2 separate regions of the Mus musculus genome follow, and region 2 is linked to region 1. A link is a contact called in public HiChIP or PLAC-seq data. All regions are on one chromosome and are shown on one strand. The core of a region is the stretch at or near the end of the contact, and the rest is flanking DNA. Distances in the headings are between cores, read along the strand shown.

Region 1 (6,718 bases), core at 2,085-4,584:
AATGGAACCTCATAAAATTGCAAAGCTTCTGTAAGGCAAAGAACACTGTCAGTAAGACCAAAAGGCAACCCACAGATTGGGAAAAGATCTTTACCAATCCTAAATCTGGTAGGGGACTAATATCCAATATAAATAAAGAACTCAAGAAGCAGGACTCGAGAAAGCCAAATAACCCTTTTTAAAAATGGGGTACAGCTAAACAAAGAATTCTCAACTGAGGAATACCAAATGGCTGAGAAGCACCTGAAAAAATGTTCAATATCCTTAATCATCAGGGAAATGCAAATCAAAACAACCCTGAGATTCCACCTCACACTAGTCAGGATGGCTAAGATCAAAAATTCAGGTGACAGCAGATGCTGGTGAGAATGTAGAGAAAGAGGAATACTCCTCTATTGCTGGTGGGATTGCAAGCTGGTACAACACCCTGGAAATCAGTTTGGTGGTTCCTCAAAAATTTGGACATAGTACTACCGGAAGATCCAGCAATACCACTCCTGGGCATATACCCAGAAGATGCTCCAACTTGTAATATGTACACATGCTCCACTATGTTCATAGCAGTCTTATTTATAATAGCCAGAAGCTGAAAAGAACCCAGATGTCCCTCAACAGAAGAATGAATACAGAATTTACACAATCGAGTACTACTCAGCTATTAAAAACAATGATCTTATGAAATTCTTAGGCAAATGGATGGATCTGGACAATATCATCCTGAGTGAGGTAACCCAATCACAACAGAACACACAGGATATACACTCACTGATAAGAGGATATTAGCCCAGAAACTTAGAATACCCAAGATACAATTTGCGAAACACATGAAACTCAAGAAGAAGGAAGCCCAAAGTGTGGATACTTCGTTCCTTCTTAGAATGGGGAACAAAATACCCAAGGAAGGAGTTATAGAGAGAAAGTTCGGAGCTGAGACTGAAGGAAGGACCATCCAGAGACTGCCCCACCCAGGGATCCACCCCATAAACAACCACCAAACCCAGACACTATTGCATATACCAACAACATTTTGCTGACAGGACCCTGATATAGCTGTCTCCTGTGAGGCTATGCCAGTGCCTGGCAAATACAGAAGTGGATGCTCACAGTCATCTATTGGATGGAACACAGGGTCCCCTATGAAGGAGCTAGAGAAATTACCCAAGGAGCTGAAGGAGTCTTTCAGCCCTATAGGAGGAACAACAATATGAACTAACTAGTATCCCCAGAGCCATCAATGGGAGGAGAGGCCCTTGGCCTTGCAAAGATTCTATGCCCCAGTATAGGTGAATGCCAGGACCAGGAAAGAGGAATGGGTGGGTTGGGGAACAGGGGGATGGGGAGGGTATAGGGGATTTTTGGAGAGGAAACTAGGAAAGGGGATAGCATTTGAAATATAACTGAAGAAAACATCTAAGAAAAAAAGAAAAAAAGAATTACTGAATGAAAAAATTAATTAAAAATAAATTTTTAAAAAGTCACTGAAGGTATTAACAAGAGGGTCACTAAGCACTCTTAACTCCATTCACTCGCATGCACTCTCATAAAAGGGGGGACTTGGAAACAGTTGTGCACACAGGAAGAGGATGATGGTAAGACCAAGGCAGATCCAAGTGATTTTTCTACATGCCAAGGAATATCAAAGATTGCCAGCACATCACCAGACACTGAGTGAGAATTATGACAAGTGTGTCTTTTACAACATCAGAAAGAACCAAACCTGCTGTTGCCTTGATCCTGGACTCTAAAGTTGTGAGAAAAAAAATAGATTTCTTTTGCTCAATCCATCCAGCTGTGGTACTTGTTTCTGGCAGCTTAAGCCACTAATACAGCACATATGAGCTCATTAAACATGAGCTAACATCAGATTAATTGTACAGAAGAACACAGTTTTTTTATTTAACTGTAATAAGCATTTTGCCCTACACCGCACAGCTCCTTGCCATGTCAACTTAACCTATGACAATGTATAAGAAAAGTAAACAGATTGTGCTGAAATAGGCTCTACTGCAAATCACTCCAAACTCTCCTTCCTGCAGAGAGAGGCCCAGCCTATTGGTTAGGCTGCCTTGCTGTGCTGTCAGCAGCTGTGGATTCAGAGCTGCCTGTGGAGTAAATGATAAAGACAGAACACAGGGAATGCTACCACCCAGGGGGATCTCACACCCACCATGATGCCACAAACTGCCTCCAGGATGGACACCACCCTTGGCTTAGAACAGAGAGAGAGACAGAGACAGAGACAGACAGACAGACAGACAGACAGACAGACAGAGAGACAGACAGAGAGAGACAGAGAGAGAGAAACAGAGAACACAAGACACAAAAACACATTTGTCTCTGGTTAGAATTTTAACTTAAATAGATCATTAGTGTGTTGTCCTAATTTAAGTTTTTATTTGAGTGAACTTATATCTCTGGGGAAAGTTGAACATAAAATGACAAAACTATTAAAGCTTTATTTGTGTTACTATCACAGTGATGATGGGTAACTTTTTTATTTTTGTTTTGTTTCTTGTTTGTTTTGTTTAAAGAAAAGGTCTCACTGGTTAGAGATAAAGATCTAGGAGCTGATGAGATATCCCAGTGGGTGAAGGTGCTTGCTGCACAAGCCTTACAGCCTAAGTTGCTGGATCCCTGGAAGCCACACAAAGATGGAAGGAGAGAACTAACTCCACAGTTGTTTTCCTTTTACCTCTGCATGTGTGTCATGGTATGTGAGCCTGTACACACACACACACACACACACACACAATTAATTACTTTTTAAAAGTTAAACTTTTTAAAGATGGCTATGGTAAAATGGCCCAATTTCTGACATTTCTTTTAAGACGTGTTTTAAAGCAATAACTATGATTTGAAGAGGAGTCAAGCAAGATTTGAAAGCTGGTGATAATTTTGTCAAATAACAGATACATGGTGGTTCACTGCATTAATCTTCTGGCTTTTATATACTTTAAAGTGTGTGTATGTCATAAAAGCAGAAAATGAACCAAGAGGGGTGAAGAGCTCTTATGGGGGAGTAGCGAGCAAGTAAGGGTAACAGACTATCTATGACATGACAGCTTACGGGGAGAGTATTTGTAGGGAAAGAAAGGAGCCAGCTAGAGAGGGCGTAGTGAGGAAAAAGAGCAGAGCATAAAGAAACACATGTATGAAAATGTGATGAAGCATTTACTGATTTTAAAAGGTTTCCATTAGAAAGTTTTAAAAACAAAAATGGGAAATCACCCACAGGTCTCTCTTGCTTAGGGAAGTTCTACAGTGGGTAAGGCAGAAAGTTCAGAAATTCCTATGAGTTTCTCCTCATTTTGTCGGGCATTCACCTAACATCTGGTCTCTTCCAGGAGATGAGTCATGAAGAATGAGGCGGTACCGAATCCCAGAGACGCCTCTGTGCTTAGTTACTTCTCAGCCATCGTTTCATTCTCACAATACTGCAAGGAAGAGATGACTTTTATCAAGGGTCAATGCCTTGCCAGTAGTGGGGTTTTGCTTTTGTTGCCTGTTCTACAAATCACCCCACGAATAGTTAAGCTGTGTGTCCTAATGTGGGCAGCTGGGATGCTGTTGTTCTTTTACATGTACACAACTTCTCGGAAGCACAAGTGGAGATCATTTGCTTTTCTTATGCAATGTCCCTACCATTTTTTTTTTTCATTGACATGCATGTCTTTTTTTTTTTTTTTTTTTTTTTTTTTGATTTTTCGAGACAGGGTTTCTCTGTATAACCCTGACTGTCCTGGAATGTAGACCAGGCTGGCCTTGAACTCAGAAATCGGATTGCCTCTGCCTCCCGAGTGCTGGGATTAAAGGCGTGCACCACCACGCCTGGCTGACATGCATGTCTTAAATACCTTTTGTGTTTCCAACCCTGTAAACACAAAGGTAAATATGGCCCGATCCTAAAGTGTTCACAATCCACCTGTAAATGAGCAAAGGTCACCGTGTATGACATGCTGCCTTCGAAGAGGCAAGTGTAGCACAGAGGAGGAGCCTGACACAGCCCTGAGTCTTCCAAAGTCCCACCTACCTGTGCAAGCTTCCCAGGCTTCAGCACAGATCAGCAAGTTACCTTGTTATCTCCTACAGCCCTTAAATGCTTCCTCATAGGGTCAGTGCCCCCTTCAAAGTCATAGATGAACTTGCCTTTGAGGTCACTGCTATTGCCAAGAGCCACCCTAGTCCACTCATATTATCCTGCAGTGCCCTCCATACAACTCCTAGAGCAGTGCTTTGCCCTTTACTAGTTACACATGTGCTCATGAGAACTGAAAAAGCAAATACAACAGGGTTAACTTTCCACTCTCCCAATTATCCTTTCCATTGTACATTTTCCTTAGTTTGCTACTAAAACCAGTCAATCTCTTAGCTGATGTAAGTTTTTGATATAGATAAAATCATCATCATACAAAACTACCCATGTAAAGATTGAGTCACTTTCTATAGGAGCATATATTTTTTGCAAAGTCCCATGTAGGCAGAAAGATCTGATGGAAAGAGTTACTTTATAGAAAGTTGTTCTGACCTAAAAACATCAAGCCAGCTTATGTTTTTAAAAGACTTGTTTTGTGTTTTTCAACAAAAGAGTGTCTTCTTTTTAGACAAGATTGCTTTTTCCTTCTCTCTTTTACATATAGAAAGCAGCTTTCTCAAAATGGCTTGCTTGGGGTCACTAACCCATTTAACTGCCAGTGCACTCTTAGCACCTCGGGACCTGCTCTTTTCTCTCTATCAGTTGAACTTTCCTCTGGATTATGCCCCAAATAAATTCATACTTTTCTGCTTTTTACTAAATCTAATAATGATCTCCCAAAAATAGCGAGTTTTTATCAGCTCTGCTCCTGGATAGGGAGAGTATCAGGTGTCAGCGAGGCTGTGGTAGAGAAACTGGGTGAAGAGAACATGAGATGAGCCAGCCCAGCCTGCTCTACATTACAGACCAATCTCTCTCGTAATAGGTACAGGGTGAGCATTTCTAAGGTTACAATGCATCTCCCACATGGACCAATGCCTGAGTATCTTCCCTCTGATCTAGAACCACATGAAAATTGTCATAATCAAAATGGAATCACTTCTGTCAAACTTTAGTAAAACTGAGTCAGGAGGCCTTGAAAAGAGAGCTCTGATCTATAACTGCTTATCATGAAAACTATAGCAAGGACTCTTACCAGTCTTACACAAATATTTCTAGAAAGACATTGGCCCAACAACTTTCTGTTCAACAGTGGACTGGTATCTTCTATGTTGTTGATCTTTGCAGTCAAGGATAATGGTTTCAAAACAATTTGCATAGCTCTTTCACTCTTCCTTTAAAAACTTTTATTTTCCTTTGTCTCTTCTGAAATGTTTACAGGCCTGCAACAGCACTTATGTCCAAAGTTGCAATTCCCTACTCATCCCTAATAATAATAATAATTGTTTCTTTTGAGATTCTCCCATTGTTTGTTTTTTAGACTGACACTGTCTACAGAATCCAGTTCAAACTCTTCAGCTCAGGATCCAGTGTCTTACATGACTTCTCAGTTCCTAGATCTGAATCACGACCACTTCCCCAATAAAATCCAGGGCTTGCTGCTCCCTACAGACCTGAGACACACTCATCTATTGCTGACTTTGCTCCTTCTCTCTCCTTGGCCATGAATGCTCTCTCCCTACATCTTTATGTGACAAGCCCTACCATCAGTCAAATTCAGTTAAGTGCTACACACTCCTTGAGAGTTCTCTCTTCTAATGCCCTTTAGCTATTTCTCTATAGCCACATTTCTCATGGTTCTCTGTCCTTTTTGCCTGTAGGCAGTGAATGGAATACCAGTAGAGAAAAAAGACCCAGAAATGATGAGGTTAATTGAGAATAAACTTGTACCTGGACAATGACTTGTAACTAGAGGAAAAAAAAAAAAACATGTTTCAAAGAGGGATGGAAAGATGGATTGGTTGTTAAGACTCTTCCAGAGGACCCCCTGTTCAATTCTCAGCACCCACATGGCAGCTCACAACTGGCTCTAACTCCAGTCCCAGATCTGATGTCTTCTTCAGGCCTCTGCTACAGCTCCACACACATGCTACACAGACACATGCAAGTGAAATATTCATACACATAAAACAAAAACTAAAAACTTTTTTTGAAAGTTATCAAGACATGATCTACTAGCCTAGTCTGTGTGTAGCTCTATAAATGCAGTAGAGGAAATGGTATTAATATATTTATTCAGTGAATTAACAAATATGTATTGAGCACCTGTTAATGACAGCCATTCTGTTAGGTATTAGGAATGTGAACCGTAGAAAACATAGTCTCCAATCTCAATGGCGATAGTCTGGTAAGGAGTCAGGAAGGAGTCAATAAAACATGCTGTGAGTCTGCCCTGAGGAATGGATGCAGGGTTTCTGCAGTCCACTTTACTGAGCTCAGAAAGTTGGGTGGAGCAGAGCTTCTTCAGCTTTTCTGCCTGCAAGTCCTTTTCTTACTTAGTCAACCATAGGTTTTTAGGCATATAAAATATATATAGTAATCAAATCTTTATTAACAATAATGTCTAACTTGTTTTTAAAATTCCTTTAGCATGCATATAATTTTATCACTTATTGGAGATGAAGTCTGCACATGCTTATTAATTTTTGTATAAGTATGAAACTTTGGCTGAGCATTTGAAACTGTAGGATATAGAGCATCTTCAATATTTTCCAGATAATTGACACTGTGATTGTATGGTCTGAT
Region 2 (6,718 bases), core at 1,427-3,926, 240 kb before region 1:
GATAAACACCAGCTGGACCAAATACAACCACATCTCACCCTACTTCTCCACCGCCAGATGCTACTTCAAGTGTCCCCAGCCCTGACCCTTTTCCAGATATGTGGCTCCACCTGCCTAGCAGACAGGTCTACCCTGAATGCTTGTATCACCCCCAGAGACCCTTTAGCTGAGCTGTTTGTTAGATACTCTATATCTAATATACTATGTCTGATATATTTTTAAGTTTTCAGACTTTTTTCTAAAGATTTTTTAATCTAAAGCTTGGGTTTTTGTTTTGGTTTGGTTTTGGTGTTTTTTTTTTTTTTTTTGGCTTTTGTTTGGTAGGTTTATTTTTTGTTTTGTTTGCACTTCAGACAACTCGGGGATTAAAAGAGAGAGGCCTATACCATCACTTTATCTGCATTCCTGGAAACCTCCTAGTTATTTGCAAAGGGGACCCTTCTGTCCCCCTGTGACATCTTGACCTGACATTCCATATCACTCCAGTCTCTTCATCCTTCAAATCACAGGACAGAGAGCAACTCAGGCAGAGCTTCCAAAATACACATCAGCATGGGTCGGAGTTACTCATATTCATGAGGGATCCAAGAAGACAGGTTGGTTCCAAATTCCTCCTACCTCTCTCCTCAGAGCCTTCAAAAGAAAGAAAGAAAGAAAAAACCATGCCCTTCCTCTAAAGGAAGCAGGAGTTCTATGAGGTAAAAAGTCTGGGGTTCGAGGAATTAAAAACAAGCCAAAACATAGGAATAGGGATTGCCACAATGCAGCAGTGGAAACCTGGCCTAAAGGAATCTCAGGTGGGTCAAGGAAGCTGTGCTGGTCTACAGCTCCAAAGAGCAAAGAGCGCTGATGTTTAAGGACTGCTTGCTGGAAGCCCAGTGTCTGTGACCTAGCAGGAGGGAGGATGCAGACTGGACAGGCAAGCCTTGTGGCCAGGCAGGGCCAGAGGGATACAAAGCACAAAGTTTTGGCCTCTGCCGTCCTCTGACCTGCAGCCTGGGCCCAAAGTGGCTCTTTGCTGTGCCACACCCTCTGTCTGCCATGTTCATTCCCCAAAACCTGCCATTTCCCCTTAAAATGGAGAGTGGACAAGAGAGATTCAATGTGGCTGTCCAACCTGGTTCAGGTGGTCCACAGGGAACAGCCTAGGTCAGTGGGGACTTCAGGGCAGCCTTTGAGGCACTAACATAGAGCATCTTTGAGGACACCTGCTCTGCCTGTGGGCAGGTGGACAAAATGTTTAAAATAGGAGAAAAGCAAGGGTCAGGACCCAAAGGGATCTCCCTCTCTGTTTCTCTGGACTCTCTGTGAGGTGCCTGTGTGCAGGATTTCTGCAGAAGATAGTCCATTTTGTTAAGCCTTTGAATATTCAAATTGAAAGTATCGCGCAATCATTGATTGTCAAATCATGGGTTTCTAGAGGTTTTAAATACTTGGCATGAGGGGGAAAAAACTCAAACCTATACCCGAAGGTATAAAACATTAATTCTGTGTGTCTCCTGATCCAGGGACCTGGGTGCTGCCTCGTGTTTTGTGAAACTTTAAAAATGTCGCATCTCTGCCTTTCTCCCTGCACAGGAGCCTTCCTAGGTGCTGAGTCTCTGAAGCTGCAGCATCCAGTCTCCAGCCCAGCTCCTGCTGACCAGGATGTCGGGTAACTCAGATGCTTTTCCAGGGGTCGGGTCATGAGGGCCAGGGGCACTTGGATCCGAGTGTATTTCCTCTGCTTTTCCTGCGTATAACAGAGAGGCACAAAGTCAGGGAATAATAGTCAGGGCCGGGCATGGATCCAGAGAGGACGCGATCCCGCTGTGTCGGGTCCCTCTGGGTGACTGCCCCCCAGAGCAGAGGCCCAGAGACCCATAAGGCCACTCCGGACAATCGAGTCCCCCACGCCCCTGCCTGCCCTTTCACTTTTCCACCTTGGAGTCCTGGGAATTTGGAGGCGCCGACCTTGTGAGCCCAGAAGCGGCGGCGCGGGGGAGCTAGAGGCTCACGGTGAGCCCTGGACTGGAGCAGGACGCACCCGGCAGGGAACTGGGCTGGGGCTGGTCCCGCGTGGACCCCGAGGCGCGCCCGCGCTGCCTGCAGATCCCAGAGCCGACCCAGACAGTGGGGATGGGAGGAAAGGAGACTGGAGCGGAGTGGGCGCGTCCTGGCACTGCAGCAAGACAAACCGATGCCCAGGACCGGGAAGAACAGCGCACTAACTTTCCTTAGGGATCCTAACTTTCAGGATCTGGCTCGTGGGTGGGGGTCTCCCTGCTGTCCAGCCGCGGTCCCTACACTAACCAGGCGAGGCGCTGGTGGCCTGGCACTGTCTCCAAACGCCTAGGCCAGGGGCCACTGTGCTCCGCCCCTCCCCGTGATTCTAATAAGCGCTCTCTCCAGGGTCAAGGTCGGGTGGGAGTCACACTGGGCTTCTAAGTCAAACTCTATTCGGAAAGTGCCTCTGCCGGGTCTAGCCTGGCCTAACAACCAGTCAGACCTACTCACTGCGCTCTGCCGGGACCCCAGGCGGTCACCGGTCCCTCCCAGCCGACCCCCGCCTAGCACAGCCGGCTACTTGGGCTCTCCCAGGTCTCCCGGCCCAGCTCTGCCGGCTCAGGGGCGGCCCCTTCCGGAGGGCTGCCTCTAGGCGACTGCGCGGTCCTAGGGAGCCTCGGGATGCCATTACTCCAGAGCTGCAGCTCTTGCTGGAGAACTCTCCACAGCTCAGTTCTCCAAAAGCCTGCACCGGAAAGGGAGGGGGTGGGAAGAGATGAAGAGAGCGACAGAGTCGGAGACTAGAGGGAGGAAGGGGGTGAGGAAGAAAAGACATTTTTGAAAAAGAGAAAGGACCGACAGGAGACTATTTCCCGATCTTGGCTCCTTTTCTGGGGTCAGTGCAGTAAGTCCTTAACAGGGCCAGGACAGACTGACTGCCCCGACCCCTGTAGCTTGTCGCTTGTTTCAGGGCTTGCTTCCAGACCAAGGGCACCACAAATAAAGGTTGTACTTCCCCAGAAGCCATGCCTGGATTGATAGAGGAATACAGTGGGGCGGGGGGCATGGGGAGAGGGGCTGTTGTTCACATTATGGTGAGGTCCGCGAGATCAGTTGGAAACAGAGAGCACCCCAGATCCACAAGCTGAGCCGGAACCCCAGATTTAATATCGTAGCCAAAATAGCAGGCTTGTTTGACCTCCCTCCACATTCCAGAGCAGAACAGCTGGTACTGTCCTGAGGATGGGGCCCAGCTAGGGATGAATAATTTCATAGATGCCCACAGATACTGTTCCCACTAGGACCCTGAAGCACCTGCCTGTGCTTAACCTTTTCTAGTTTGAGAAATGTGGGTATTTTTTAACGTTATCTTTTCTTTCTTTTTCTTCTTCTTCTTTTTTTTTCTTTTCTTTTTCTTTTTTCATTCTCTTCGTGTGTTCTGCAAAGGTAGAAACTTGGCCTTGGGTATCCTAGCCTTACCAAGGGAACCCTCACTGTATCCCCTTGACACCCAAGCTTTGAAACTGACCACTAACCCTGTTGCCTCTCCCCAGAAAAACCTAAGGTGTATCAAGGCGTCCGTGTGAAGATGACCGTGAAAGAGCTTCTGCAGCAAAGAAGGGCACACCAGGCCACCTCAGGGGCAAACGTAAGCACCACCCTCTCCGTCTCTGTCCCTCCCAGTCCATCGAAGGCTTCGTTCAGCCCTGTGTCAGGGAAGATGCAGAGGCCACCCATAAGCACAGCCCTGTTCAGGGATTCTTACATCTGTCCCCAACTTCCCAGGTCACCATAGGCAGCCACCAAAACCTGTGGGACATGGTGTAGGGCTCAGGACTGTGGGAGGCTCACCTCTCACTGCTCATAGCTGAGTGGGGAAGGCTTCTTGGTCCTCTGCAAGGAAGAGAGGCAGCCAACAGGTTAAATATGTTTTTATAGTGTTAAGAGAGTATAGATACAGCCCCAACAAACTCATTGAAAAAAAATTATCTCCCAGAAACCCACCTAGTTTCTCTGTAATTTAGGCTCTGAGGTCATGTATATGAAAAACCAGCAGTCACTGGAAGTCTCTGGAAGAAAAGGCCTCTCTCTCTGGAATACACAGAACTATGACAGAACTGATCTGGGTAGTCATAAGACACTCTGACACCTCACATTTATAACCCAAGTGCTTGGGGCAGCTGCAGAACCATGTAAACTAGGCGTGCTTGTCCACCGAGAGAGAGTTCAATTTGAAGAGCCTTCTACACGTGACACTGTTAGTGCTTGTGGGTAGGTGTAGGTGTGGAGGGAGGATCAGACAGGATTCCAGTCATCTATGACTTCACTGGTCTGGTCAGCATGTGATCCTGTGCAAGTTCCATGTTGGACTTCATGAATGGAACTTTGGCACCTCAAGCAACAGGAGGGAGAAATTATGGAGTGATGGTGAGATAGGTTTCTGAGCCAGAGGACTTGGGCTTAGTTCTCAGTGACTCTGTGGCACGTGTCCTCCGATACATTGACTTACTAGAGGCTTCTTTGTCTGTTCCCCTAATTGTTCTGTTGAAAGCTAAGAAGAGTTGTATAAAGGCTAAATAAGTGTTTAGGGGCATTCTCCACAGAGAGTGCTCAACAGATCACTAAAGTAAATTCCAACCAAGGGTGGATGGGCCGTTTGCACTAATGTGTATTACACCTTTCTCTCAGAACTTAGAGTTGAAGCACATTTGCTATGATTTGATACACACAGCTAGATAAATTAGTTGTCCCCATTTGCAGAATATCAGGCAACAGTAGAATGTTCTTATAATACTAAGGTGGATTTTCAGTGATTCTTTGTTCAAAGTACCTTTGTATATTCATTATTTCATTTGATTGTAATGATCAGATGACATGAAGAGATCAGAAATCTGTATGCCTCATGACAGCTAAGATCCAAAGTCTTGAAGTTAGAAACAGGCTAAAGGTAGAAACAAGATCATCTTATTTTTCAGTATTGGCTCTCTAAACTCATCTTTCTACAGAGCCGATCATACTAACAGGAGTTTAATAACCTCAGTAGTTCATAACTATACCATTAATAAAACGAGGACCAGGAGCTTGGTACTTGCAGAACTCGGCTTCAGCCATACCCAGAGCATCCCACTTAGGCAAAGCAATCCTGTGGCTGTTGGGTTCTTAGAATTGGTGTGACCACCCTTGGCTCATAGCAGAGTACAGGGCAAGAGGAAGGATTGCATCTCAGTACTTGACCAGGCTCTGATCTTGAGAGAAGTCTCATTTGCCATTTTCTGAGTTCCCTGTGAGAATGAAGCAAGCCTTCAGAACCAATGTCTATTAAGAACATAACGCTGCTTTCTGGGATATGCCCTACTGTGCTTCCTAGAAAGTTCTCATCCCCGCCCCTTCCAGCTCACAGGAGTCATGTACATAGAATTTCAGTAGGAGACCCAGATGTAAAATCTCTTTCTGAGAGCAAACAGAAGGATTTTGGAATTCTGGGACTGCTACACAGTGTACCCAGTCAGCAAGGGTGATAGATAGCACCCCAGGGAGAATAATGTATGCCTGCTCCAGGCAGACCTTTCTAGTTTAACAGAGACTATATCCAACTTGGTCCAACATTAAAGACATCTCTGGGAAACAGTAATCCAAGAGAGAATTAATTGTGCCAAACACTGCAAAGCAAGAGTAAATCTGCCTTCATTGGCTATGAAGTCAGAATAATAACTGTTTGAAACTTTAAGAAGCTAATCATGTTATAGATTGAGGTAGATATCTAAGTCTCAAGTTGTAGCAGAAGAAAGTATATGTGTCAGACTGGTACAGTTATTTTAAATTTTTATTTCAGCCTTATCAGTACACACACACACACACACACACACACACACACACACACACACCACTTCTTTGCCCTTGGAGTAAAGAGAAACTCGAGTTGGTGCTTATCTAAAGATAAAATTTACCTTTCTTCTTTTTAACCACTGGTTTTCCTTTGTTTTGTTTTAATAGGCTTAATGCATTTTTATATATTGTCGATTGTAGATGTGTGTGCTGTTTGAAATAAGAGAGGCACCATTCTTTGTATTCTGGGAGCAAGGCAAAAAGGGAACCACCAAGAGCCAGGAAGATAATATCAATTAGGACGTTGTAAACACACGTCCAGGAGATAACAGGATTACTGGGGAGCAAGCAAACAGGCCAATGGGGGGAAGCAGGGGGTTAAAAGCAAGCTCTACAATGAAGCAGATTTAAAAAAAAATAATAATAAGCCCTCCTTCCAAGTCTTCCAGCTCAAGCTGCAGCCAAATATTTGCATAAAGAGCTGGTAAAGGCCTCCAGCTTCCTGGTTCATGACATTACAGCATGGATCGTTTTCAAAATTAACACACCTCCTGTTTGAGCAGTGGCTGGCTGTGCGGTGCTTGCAGTGGCCCAGAGAACAGGAGTGAGTCTACCCCTGCAACCCCAGAGAGGAGTGGTGAGCTCCCCGTCCAAGCCCAGAGCCACAGACTTTAAACTTTAAAGTCACCACCTGAAATCTAAAAGAAAACAATGCCGGCATTACTGGGCCAGCATAATTGTCCTTTCAGCTGGAAGTGGCAAGCTGCTTAACTTTAAAGTTTGAAAGGTTCGGCCCCATGAATCTTCAGTATTTAGATAGTATAATTTTTAAAAGCAAATTACATAGAAAATAGAAAAAATTAATCTGCAAAGAACTATTTTTCTGGCTATGAACTCAAATGTTTGT

What was found. HiChIP or PLAC-seq counts read pairs in DNA pulled down with a chosen protein or histone mark.
Region 2: an HNF4G HiChIP or PLAC-seq map of pancreatic cancer cells shows a contact between it and region 1. The contact joins the promoter of Colca2 here to the enhancer-like site in region 1. A contact is called at or near these places in 3 of 39 promoter capture datasets (hippocampal neurons, liver and neural stem cells), 2 of 115 datasets of contacts at active chromatin or transcription factors (embryonic limb bud and pancreatic cancer cells) and 1 of 9 other capture datasets (adipose tissue).

The regions. Positions count from the first base shown.
Region 1 is chr9:51,038,972-51,045,689 of GRCm38.p6, reverse strand. No RefSeq gene overlaps it. Among named protein-coding and RNA genes, the nearest start is that of Gm32681, 4.1 kb to the left of the region's middle. Within about 2 kb of position 3,334, at least 19 of the 459 cell types and tissues checked have an H3K27ac peak or open chromatin away from gene starts, as enhancers often do. A contact at or near this core is called in pancreatic cancer cells, where this site is marked.
Region 2 is chr9:51,274,512-51,281,229 of GRCm38.p6, reverse strand. It overlaps Colca2 (COLCA2 homolog), which reads left to right and starts at 2,676. Exons shown (of 5, transcript NM_001195681.1): 1 at 2,676-2,890; 2 at 3,540-3,634. The coding sequence starts at 3,575. It overlaps Gm32819 (a long non-coding RNA gene), which reads right to left. Exons shown (of 9, transcript XR_003948163.1): 2 at 3,991-5,267; 3 at 3,838-3,879; 4 at 1-3,692.